2 separate regions of the Muntiacus reevesi genome follow, and region 1 is linked to region 2. A link is a contact called in public Hi-C data. All regions are on one chromosome and are shown on one strand. Each heading gives the region's core, a stretch centred on a gene start, on an enhancer-like site or on the middle of the called end of the contact. The rest is flanking DNA. Distances are from core to core; before and after follow the strand shown. Region 1 holds the start of SGO1 (shugoshin 1). Region 2 holds the start of KAT2B (lysine acetyltransferase 2B).

What was found. Hi-C and Micro-C count contacts between places; a contact is called where the count stands out from the background.
Region 1: a Hi-C map of blood shows a contact between it and region 2, with 2.6 times the contacts expected there. The contact joins the promoter of SGO1 here to the promoter of KAT2B in region 2. A contact is called at or near these places in 2 of 3 Hi-C or Micro-C datasets (blood and muscle).

What each region holds. Positions count from the first base shown.
Region 1 is chr8:36,222,650-36,227,653 of mMunRee1.1, forward strand. It overlaps SGO1 (shugoshin 1), which reads right to left and starts at 2,278. Exons shown (of 8, transcript XM_065943095.1): 1 at 2,145-2,278; 2 at 579-731; 3 at 302-495. The coding sequence starts at 717.
Region 2 is chr8:36,090,953-36,096,118 of mMunRee1.1, forward strand. KAT2B (lysine acetyltransferase 2B) reads left to right here and starts at 1,549. Exons shown (of 18, transcript XM_065943591.1): 1 at 1,549-1,876. The coding sequence starts at 1,631. PP2D1 (protein phosphatase 2C like domain containing 1) reads right to left here and starts at 1,632. Exons shown (of 4, transcript XM_065942105.1): 1 at 1,158-1,632. The coding sequence starts at 1,632.

The sequences.
Region 1 (5,004 bases), core at 1,028-3,527, 130 kb after region 2:
CTTTGACTCACTTTGCTGACCATTCAAAGGGTCTGGCCATGCAAGAGGCTAAACTATTTATTTCAGACCTTGTCTTGCTACACTCTTTCGGAAGCAAGTTATAGGAATGTCACCAGCACGCTTGAAGCATTCTTAACTGGCCACACACAACTATGGGGCTAGAGCACTGAGAAAAGACATTCTGACCAACTCACTAATAACAGAGCTATCAGTATAATAAAAGAACACAACTGATTTAAATTGCTAATTTAAGGCTTTAACATTTTCTTCCTAAGAAATCCAGCCTTCCTGATGAAAATACCTGAGCAGGTTCTTCTGTCTGTTGTGACGTAAGTTTATTTTTCAGTGTGTATAGTTGATAGCTGAGGAAGTAACATTCTCTCCTCAGCTTTAAGATGACATCGTGGGCTTCTTTCAATTTGGACTTTTCATTTTCCAAAGCTAAGGCTAACATTCTGTTGTTGTCTTCGTAGTTTAGCACTTTGGAAGTATTGGCTGAAAGAAAATAAAAATTTCTTTTATCAGTAATTAAACCTAACCTTAAAAAGTGATGTATAGGAAACATGAAAATCTCTTACTGGTTGTTTGGCATGGTGCAATGATCAAAGACTTTCGTTTAATCTCTGTCAAATTTTTACTCCTTTTCTCTTTTATTTGTCTCTTTATGTCTTCAAGACTATCTTGAAAAGACTTTTTGAGGCATCTTTCCTTGGCCATCTTCTGCCCTAGGACTTTAAAAATAATAGAAATCATTTAATTTTTGAAGGGGTGGTATCAAATATAAAACAAAATTGAAAACATAGGTTGTCCATAAAAAATGATTAGAAGCTTTGTAACTGTAGAATCAGCCCAAAGTAGATAATCTGGTAATAATCTACATTTTGCAGCTTTTAAATTACATTAATATTTGTGGCATAATTTTATCCTCCTCAGGTACTTTATAGGAAAGATTTAATCAATAAGATTTCCAACCCAAAGAATCTGTAATATGCCACTTATTAATTCTGTAACGAATACTGAGGGCTTACTATATACTAGGCACTATGATGGTATCAGTATTTTGCTACTAAATACAGACTACTTTGCATGAACACCTTTTGCCCTACATTGTACTCTGCAGATCTTAAAATTACAAAAAAAATTCTTGTTTCCTGTGGCAATCTATATACATAAGTTTTCACTACAAAACACATCTTCATCTCCTCTGAGTTTGTCAAATATTTTCCAGAACCTTACATTTTCTTGAGTATTTTCTCCAGGCCTTCCTTATTTTCCTCTGGGTTCTTAAATACAGATATTGTAGATTTCATTTAAATATTTTCTTTCTGCCAATACAGATACAATATATACTGGCGTGTTTCCAGGACAGCCAGGACAACTATTTTTAAAGCGCTGACATTAAGCGGGATGTATAAAACACACTACCTACCACAAGGAAGTTTCTTTAGTTCAAACCTGGATACGTTTGCGAGCCAGACAAATCAGGTAACTAAGCAAGTTGGCTTAGTTATTTTAAAAGCACAGTCTATCTTAAAAACTTTCGTTCGTACATTAAATCAACTTAAAATTAAAAAGGAGATGAGCCCCGTCAGAAGCTTCCTTCCCGTCTGGGCCGACGGTCTTAAGAGGGGGTGTGGCGGCCAGCAGGGCTGGAGAAGAAGTCAAGACGGGGCCGCACTGAACTCGGGTTAGGGGTCTGGATTCCAAAGAACCAGGGCGGGAGCTCTCCACCCTCACCCTGTGTCGCCCCTGCCGCTGGGCGGCCGGGAGGATCAGCCAATGCGGCTTCTCCAGAGGGAGAAGCGGCCAAAGCGAAGGACGCCACCTGCTCAGGCTGCCGGCCTGCGGGCCCTTCTGCTCGAGCCTGGGTTTCGAGTCCCGCGAACGCTTCACCTCCCGGTCTCCGCGCGGCGGGAGGCTCAGTCCCCACTGAACAGACGAACTCGGAGAAGGGTGACGGGCGGGCCGGCCCCAGGACCGAGCTTCTGGCCGCCGAACTTAGGACCGGGAGACCCCGCGGCTGGGGGGGCGGCACGACGCCCCTGGGCCCGGAAAGCCGCTGCCCTTTCCCCGGAGAAGGCGAGCCGGGACGGGCGGGCGTGAGGCCCGCAAACCCGCCTCTCGCGGGACGCCCGGAATGGTACCTGGGCCACGGCTTCCGCTGCAACTGTCGCTCCGTTCACACCAGGCTCAGCGGGAATGCCCGGGCACGCGCGCCGGGACCTCCGGGACCCCAGCCTCAGACCTCGGATCGCGCCGCCGTCCGCGTTCAAACTCTCGGCCGCGCGCGCCCATTGGCTGGCGGTCACGTGACGCGGCGGCCCGCCCCCGGCGTAAGCGGAGCCCCGCCCCCAAGGGCGGTGTCCCCTGACGCGATCTAACCTGGACTGCGCCTTCGCGCGGCCGCGGCCGTTTCCCGCCGGGCGGAGTCAGTGGTCCGGCGCTTTTCGGCCTCCCGCTGTGAGGTTTAGGGGCGGAGCCACCATGACACCTTGAGGGGCGGGGACTTTAGGAAGGGAAAAGCTTCCGGTTTACTGGGCCCGCCGCCCATCTTCGAGGTCGTGCGCAAGGGCTCCCTCTGGCGAGAAGAGTCTTCTTGATGGTTTGCCGGCTGAAGCAGTCAGCCCACTGTTCGGAGGCCGTTAAAGGGGTGGGGTTTTGCAGGCCGGAGTACTGGAGTGGGTAGGTCATTGCTTTCTCTCAGGGTCTTCCCGACCCAGGGCTCCCGCATTGCAGGCAGATTCCTTGCCTCCGAGCCACCAGGGAAGCTTCAGTTAAAGGGATATGCAAGCCGAAACAGAGAGGAGCTTTTGGAGTAACCGGATGGATTTTGTTAGGGAGGTTGCAGACCTCTGAAATATTCAGGTCCAGGTTCTTTCTCTTTGCCCGTCAGAAAATGGCAATAGCATCTGTTGAGTTACTTGCCCAGAAGCCTGGGAAAATCTTCCTGATTATTTATCATTCCTTAGCTTTTCCGTGTCCTATTGGTTACCCACTCCTGTCAATTCTACTTTCTAAGTATTTTTCAGGTCCAAACTGTTACAGCCAAACCAGAAATGAGTGAAGGGCCTCTGGCACATACCAGCTAAGAGTTAAACAATGTTGCTTGTTTCTTCAGCTGTTACTGCTAACAAACACTTGTAGCTGGACCTGTCCTTGACAAAGCGGATTGCTCTTTGACTCCGTGTAGATTATACTCTGCACCTGGCCTTTTTCTCCCCCGGTACTCTCTCGTCAGTTCAGTTCAGTGGCTCAATCGTGTCTGGCTCTCTTGTAGCATTCTGTATTTCAGAAAGAAGGTAATGGGCCTATAACTTTAGGGATACCTGTCGCAGCTGCTGAGTTGCCTGATGCTAACTGTGGCGTTTTGAAACTTTGCAAAAAAAAAAAAAAAAAAAAAGGCAGGACCTTCATGAGAATATAAAACCTCTCCTTATTCTTGAGAGAGGAGGGCACAATTCTTGAGGTGCTAGCCTTCTGCGATTCCCTTTCGCCTGGGAAAAATACTGAAGCTACTCTTTTCTGTTCCCTTGAAGCTCTGTCTCTGTATTTCTGTTTGGCTTTGGTGGACAAGGTTTTAGCAACCAAACCTATTTTCCATCCCCTAATCCAAGCAACTACCTAATTTCTTTATACGAATTGCACTGGTACTTGCTCTGACTGCAAACTCCATTGTTATATTGTCAGGGTGTTTTCTCCAAAACGTGGGCTCTGACCTTAAACAGATTTAAGCTTTCTTCATGTTAGTGTGACCTTACCACTCACATGTTAATGTCAGTGACGGCTTTGTAGCCAATCAGCTACAAACTAGTAAGTTTAATAATTATATTACTCTAAAAAAGTGGAAATTTTAGTAACTAATCATACAAAAATGAACTCATTCATTCATGCTTTATGAACTTGATCTGTGACTACTGAAAGCTAAGCTTCTAACGACATCTAGTTTGAAGACTCCTAATTCACCAGAAGAACTGATGCTTTTGAACTGTGGTGTTGGAGAAGACTCTTGACAGTCCCTTGGACTGCAAGGAGGTCCAACCAGTCCATCCTATAGGAGATCAGTCCTGGGTGTTCATTGGAAGGACTGATGTTGAAGCTGAAGCTGACTCATTTGAAAAACTGACTCATTTGAAAAGACCCTGATGCTGGGAAAGGTTGAAGGCAGGAGGAGAAGGGGATGACAGAGGATGAGATGGTTGGATGGCATCACTGACTCAATCGACATGAATTTGAGTAAACTCTGGGAGTTGGTGAAGGACAGGGAGGCCTGGTGTGCTGCAGTCCATGGGGCCACAAAGAGTCGGACACGACTGAGCGACTGAACCGAACTGAATTCCCAGTTTGTTTCTTGCTTAATGAAATATTCATATCAAGTAATGATGTCTGAATTTTCTTTTGAGAATACTTCTGTGTGCAGGTTCTATATCAGTACTCTATACCTGGGGCCCCAGGGGGTACTGACAGTGCTGAGAGGCCTTTCTGGTTCCTTTGGGACCAAACTTGCTTTGGATATAGAAGAGCAATGGTGTTCTATAAAATATGAATGACTGAGGAGTGCTATTATTTTCTAACTGTTTTCTAGCCACTCTGAAAATGATGTCATAGAAGGAAAATGAAAGATAGGACAACTCATAGTTTTCTTTCAATCTCTATTTATTAGTAAGCTGAAGGTAAGAAAGTGTTGGTAGAATGTGCACATATAAAGAACTATAAACAGTTTGGTCAGTCTTGTGTGGCATTTCTACTCTTCTGGTAAGAATGAAATGCATACGCATGTACAAGCTGTGAAATATGAATTGTGTGATTTTGGTGACTCTGCAAATGCAAGTTAAATGCTCTTATATTTGCATTTAAAACTAGCATTGTACAGACAACGATGAATGGTAACATTCATGCTGATGCTTGAAATTTTAAATTTTCCTTTACTTAGAATGACATTGTATGTCAAATGAAAATACACATTGAGAAATTGATGCAGATACTGTGGAAGAAAGGTAGAATCTT
Region 2 (5,166 bases), core at 299-2,798:
TCCTTTTGTGCTGTCTAATGTCACTGGATTTACTAACTTAGAAAAAAAAGAGTTCATTTTTATATATCACTCTGTATTAAAAGTAGAAAGAACACAGAGAACCTAGAAAAAGGCTAGAGAAAATTAACTGGAAAAAAATGGGATGGGAAAGGGAATAATTCCAGGGAAAAGCACATTCTTGCAAGCGTTCTGGCTGGAGTTGGGCGAGAGCTATAAAGTATGCAAAGAATTTGATAACATGCACATTAATAGCCCATATTATGTAAAAATTATGACCGTTACAAAAGCAGGACACTTGTGGAGGGTCTTGAAATATAGCGCTGGGCTTTCAAAAGCTGCTTCGGAAAGGCCGACCAAAAGTGCACAACGTTCAAATGAAAAAAACTGAAACGTATTCTCCGAATTACTAACCACCACCCTCCTTGTCATCAACAATGAGACCGGTAGTCTGCAACAGTCTCAACAAAGTTGAAAACGCTGAGTTGAGCTTTTCTTTTTTTTTTTTTTTTTTAAGTTTGAGGCCAGAATCAACACATTCTTTTGGATGCTGCCTAATTGTTTTCATGGTTAATGTGCATGCTGGTGATATCAATTCTGAAAACTGTGAAACATTACAGGAAAGAAGGATCTAGAAAGGAGTACGGTTCTAACCCCCACCTGCAGAGATGAGCCCGAGCAGCCAACTTCTCCCTCTGCGTTTAGTTTTCATACGCACGGCGTTTCTTGGACGACCGTTCTTTCCACAACCAGCCCTTTCGAGCAAAAATGTTAGAAAATATCGATTAACCGTCTTTCCCTTTCTCTGCCGGATGGGATCCAGAGATCGCTTATAGGCTGGAAGCGTTCTGAATTAAAAGAGAGGGGAAGGCAAAGGAACTGCAAAGAGACACGCAAAACATCACGCCTGTATTTTGGTGAATTAGCAACAAAGAAAAGGATTAGCGTGGACGGGTACTTTTCAAAAATGTTTTTTTTTTTTTTTTTTTTTCTCGGGCTCCCGCTAGGGTGGAGGAAGTTGCCCGGCTCCGAGGGAGGGTGGACTGGAGCCGAGGGACGGACGGGGCGCGTCTCTCCCGCCTGTGTCCCCGCGGGGACGGCTTGGAGAGGGGGTGGCTGGCAGGTGCCCGGGGGCCCCCTCCCTCTCCACCCCCTCCAACCCCCCGGCGGGCCTCGCCCCCGGCGGGCGCGGGTCTGGGGCGCGGGGGCGGGCAGGCCGCGGGGGAGGGGGGAAGGGCCGGGGGAGGAGCGCGGGGAGGAACGGGGAGGAGCGCCCGGGCGGGCCGGGAGGAGCGCGGGGTCGGGAGGAGGAGCGCGGGGAGGAGCAGGGAGGAGCGCTGGGCCGGGAGGAGGAGCGCCCGGGCGGGCCGGGAGGAGCGCCGGGCCGTAGGGGGGGAGGCGGGGAGGAGCGCCCGGGCGGGCGGGGAGGCCCGCGGGGAGGAGGCCCGGGCGGGCGGCGGGCGGCGGGCGGCGCCGGCCCCTCCCTCCGCGAGCAGCTGCGGCCTCGGCGCGCGGCGGGCGGCGGGCGGCGGGCGGCGGGCGGGGGTCCCGCGCTCCGGCGCCCAGAGCCGGGCGGAGACCCTGGCGGCGGCCCCGGCCCCGACTCGCGGCGCCTGCTGCGCTCCGGGCCGGCATGTCGGAGGCGGGCGGGCCCGCGCCTGGGGCGCCCCCGCTGCCCCCTGCGCCCCCGCAGGGCCCCCCGGGCGCGGCGGCAGGGGGCGCGGGCTCCTGCGGGTTGGCCGCGGCGGGGGCGGCGGCGGGCGCGACAGAGGGCCCGGGCGGCGGCGGCTCGGCCCGGATCGCCGTGAAGAAGGCGCAGCTGCGCTCCGCCCCGCGGGCCAAGAAGCTGGAGAAACTCGGGGTGTACTCCGCCTGCAAGGTAGGCGCGCCGCCCGGCCCCCGCTGGCCCCGGGGCCGGAGAGCCGTCCCGGGCCGAGCCCCGTCGGGGGGCGCCAACCCCGAGAGGACTCCCCCCCACCTCCACCCGCAGGCGTTGCTCCGCGCCCGCGCTGCCCTGGGGCGCTGCTGCTCTGTAGGAGCTCGCCGGAGGCGCCTTCCGGGAGCGGAGCGGGTCCCAGGGAGCCCCTCTCGGGGACCTGCGCGCCCCCCTCGGCCCTCGTCCCCACTGGGCGGAGCTGGGTGGAAGCGGGAGCGCGACCCCGGACTCGGGGCAAGCGGGGCGGGGGTGCGGCCGCGGGTGCCCGGGGCGCTGCGCGGCGGGCGGCCCGGCGCCCCGTGCTGTTACTGGTGCCGCTGGGACGCCGCCCCGGCTCTCGGCTGTAAACAGCACCCCGGGCCCCGCTGCCCGTCCGGACGCGGCGCCGCCGGGGGGGGCCGTTGTCAGCTCGGCTTGGACCGGGTGACGGCGGGGCGGGGACGGGCGTCCCGGCCTTGCGCCCCCCGCAGACGCGGCCAGGCCGGGAGCTCGGGGTCGGTGACCCCGCGCGCGCGTCCCCCGGCCAGGCGGCTTCAGCGTCTGCTGGGGCTTCTCGGCTCCTGGGTGCGCTCCCCTCCGCGCCGCTCACGCCCTGTGTAGACCCTGCCCGGGTCAGTACAGGTTTGTCGGCTGGTGTAGCATCCACTCAGACTTGAGTGCGCACAGGCGTCTCCCGGGAGCCGCTTCCATACTGACTCGCGTCCGAAGGGCTGGGACGAGGCTGAGAGGCTGCTCTCAGGTGATGTGATGCTGGGCGGGTCACAGGCCGCATCCCGAGGGGCAACCCCAGTGCCACCCGGGACGGTATCGGATTCCTGAAACTGGGAGACAGTGGTGCTCCATGACTGGTGTTTCTGAAGGAGTGCAAAAGTGATCGAGTGGGGAGAGTGCTTCTTAGAAGGGCCCGGGGGTTGACTGCCAGGCGCGTAGATGGGTCAGAACAAGGCGGGGGAGCCGCGGGCGCAAGGCAGGTCTGCGCCGGGCCGGGAACCGGCCCAGGTACCCGGCGGCCGCGGGTTCGGAACCAGAGGGGCTCGGCCCGGCGCCTGTCCGCTCCGTGTTTCTGGTCTGGTTCTTTATCGGGTTCCTTCTCACCCTGTTGCCACCCTAACTTGCCTGAAGTTTTGGTCCTGTCTAAAACCCTTGCGCATCTGTGTCCTGCATTCATGTTTTTAATCCTTTCAAATGTCCTTGGAGTGAAATTAGCACCCTTTCTAAAGTTTGTAACTTGAGTGTTTTACATTCACAGTAACAACCAAACCTATTGGAAGGGAAAACCTCTGTCATAGAAGGTCTCTCTTCTTTCTCCTGGGAGGCTGCAAGTGTCCATATCTATTTGCTCATTCATTCATTCAGTGTCAGAGGGATTCCCATCGGGGTGCCAGGCATTGTGCTAGATGCTGGGACAGTGACACCCAGAATGTGTCCTTCTGGGGCTATTGGCCAGATGTGGGCACGGCTTTGTGTGGAAGTGATGGGTGAGCCAGTGACAGTGAATCTCAGAAAACCTGCCTTCTTAGAATGCTGTTGGCACTCCGAGCAGGGCCTTCACCGACTGGAGCATGGGTCAGGAGGAAAGCTTCCTGGAGGAATTGTCAGTGGGTGCTAAGGACTCTTAGCGGTGCAGGGTGGGATGAGCTGCAGCTTCTTGTAGTGGAGAAACTGAAAGTAGTTATGACAGCTTGGAGCGGGGCCAGGGGGACCTCTAGTGCACTGACCGGGGCCCCAGGTTGGTGGGGAGGGGTGTGTGTGGCCAAGAGGGAGGCTAGAGATCTTAATGTTATCTCGGGATTTTTGTTTGTTTGTTTGTTTTTTAACTGTGCTTGAGTGTGAGGAGGTGCAGACCAGCATCTGTGTTCCTGAGCTTGCCTGTACCTTTGTTGTAAGAAAACCCCAAAGGACAGATTCCCCTATCTTCTGTCACTGATTGGCCCTTGGCAAAAGTGACATCTCTCTGGAAAGAGACAAGTATGTTCATGGGGAGGGGAGATGCAGTTGGAACTATTAAAAGAAAACAGGCCTCAGACCTGATAAAAGATCTGGTCTTTAAACTTCACAAACAAACAGTAAAAGAAGGGAGCTAGTTCCTAGCCAGGGAGGGGCACCACACCCTGGAGAGAGAAAAAAAAAGAAAAGAAACAAACAAACTTGTTTTGCAGGATCCAGAGTAGAGTTCTTTGAACTGTGTCCTGGCCCAGGTCGCTCAGGTGACCCAGGTAGAGCGATCATTGAAAGTGTAAATCTGACCATATTCTGTCCCTACTGACCCTTAATTTTTCTTTACCGAAAGACCCTGTGTGGGCTGGCCACTGCTGTCTCTGGCCCCTTTTCAGGGCCTTGCATGCAAGGTTCCCTTCTGCCTCAGGGCCTTTGCATGTACTATTCACCAGGATCGAAAGCTCCTTTTCCCTCACCTTCAAGCGAACTCCCAGCTCTTCCTGCAAATGTCAGATTCCTTGCATCACATTTACAACCCTATTCAGCCTTCCTGTTCTAAATTTTCAGAACCCCCTCTGTACTTATTTCTTGTTCATGGTGCTTTTATCTTGACTTTTAATTGTGTGATTATTTGGTAATGTGTTTGTCACTGTGAATAGATCCTAAGTGATGTGGTTATTGACTGGCTGAATAAACTAGAAAAAACCGAGATGATTAACTGCTAGAAGACCAGTAGTAGTGAAATTGTAGCCTGACCACTTCTTGACAGCTGGGTGGAGGGAACTGGTGATTTTTCACATAGGGCATTTCCAGGGCTCTCATAGATGTGCATAGGACTAGATTTTAGTGCTATAGAAGGAGCCCCAAGTAAGTAACAAGGAGCCCAAATCCACATCTGTTTGAATGAGAGTGTAATTTATGTACCGGAAAACCAAAACCATTACCTGAGTCTTCCTAGGGAAACAGGCCATTTCTCGACGAGAGGAGGCTGGAGGGGGTGGTGGGCGAGAGTCCTCTGAGTTCACGTTTCAGGCCTTACTGCGTGACCCTGGACATGACTTTACCTCACTCTCCGTTTCCTTGTCTACAGCGTGGGCCTAGGAGCCCTCCCCTCCCAGGGCGACACTGAGGACTTCAAATGGGCTCCCGTGTCTGAGCACCAGCAGGTGTGTGGTCCATGGTGCATCCTCTGAGCAGCTCAGAGTAGGGTTCCCTGGAAACATGGGAGTTGAGAAGGAACGCGGGGCTTAGCCTCCTGTCTCACTTCTGCCGTGTGTGGCCTTGGGCACAGGTCA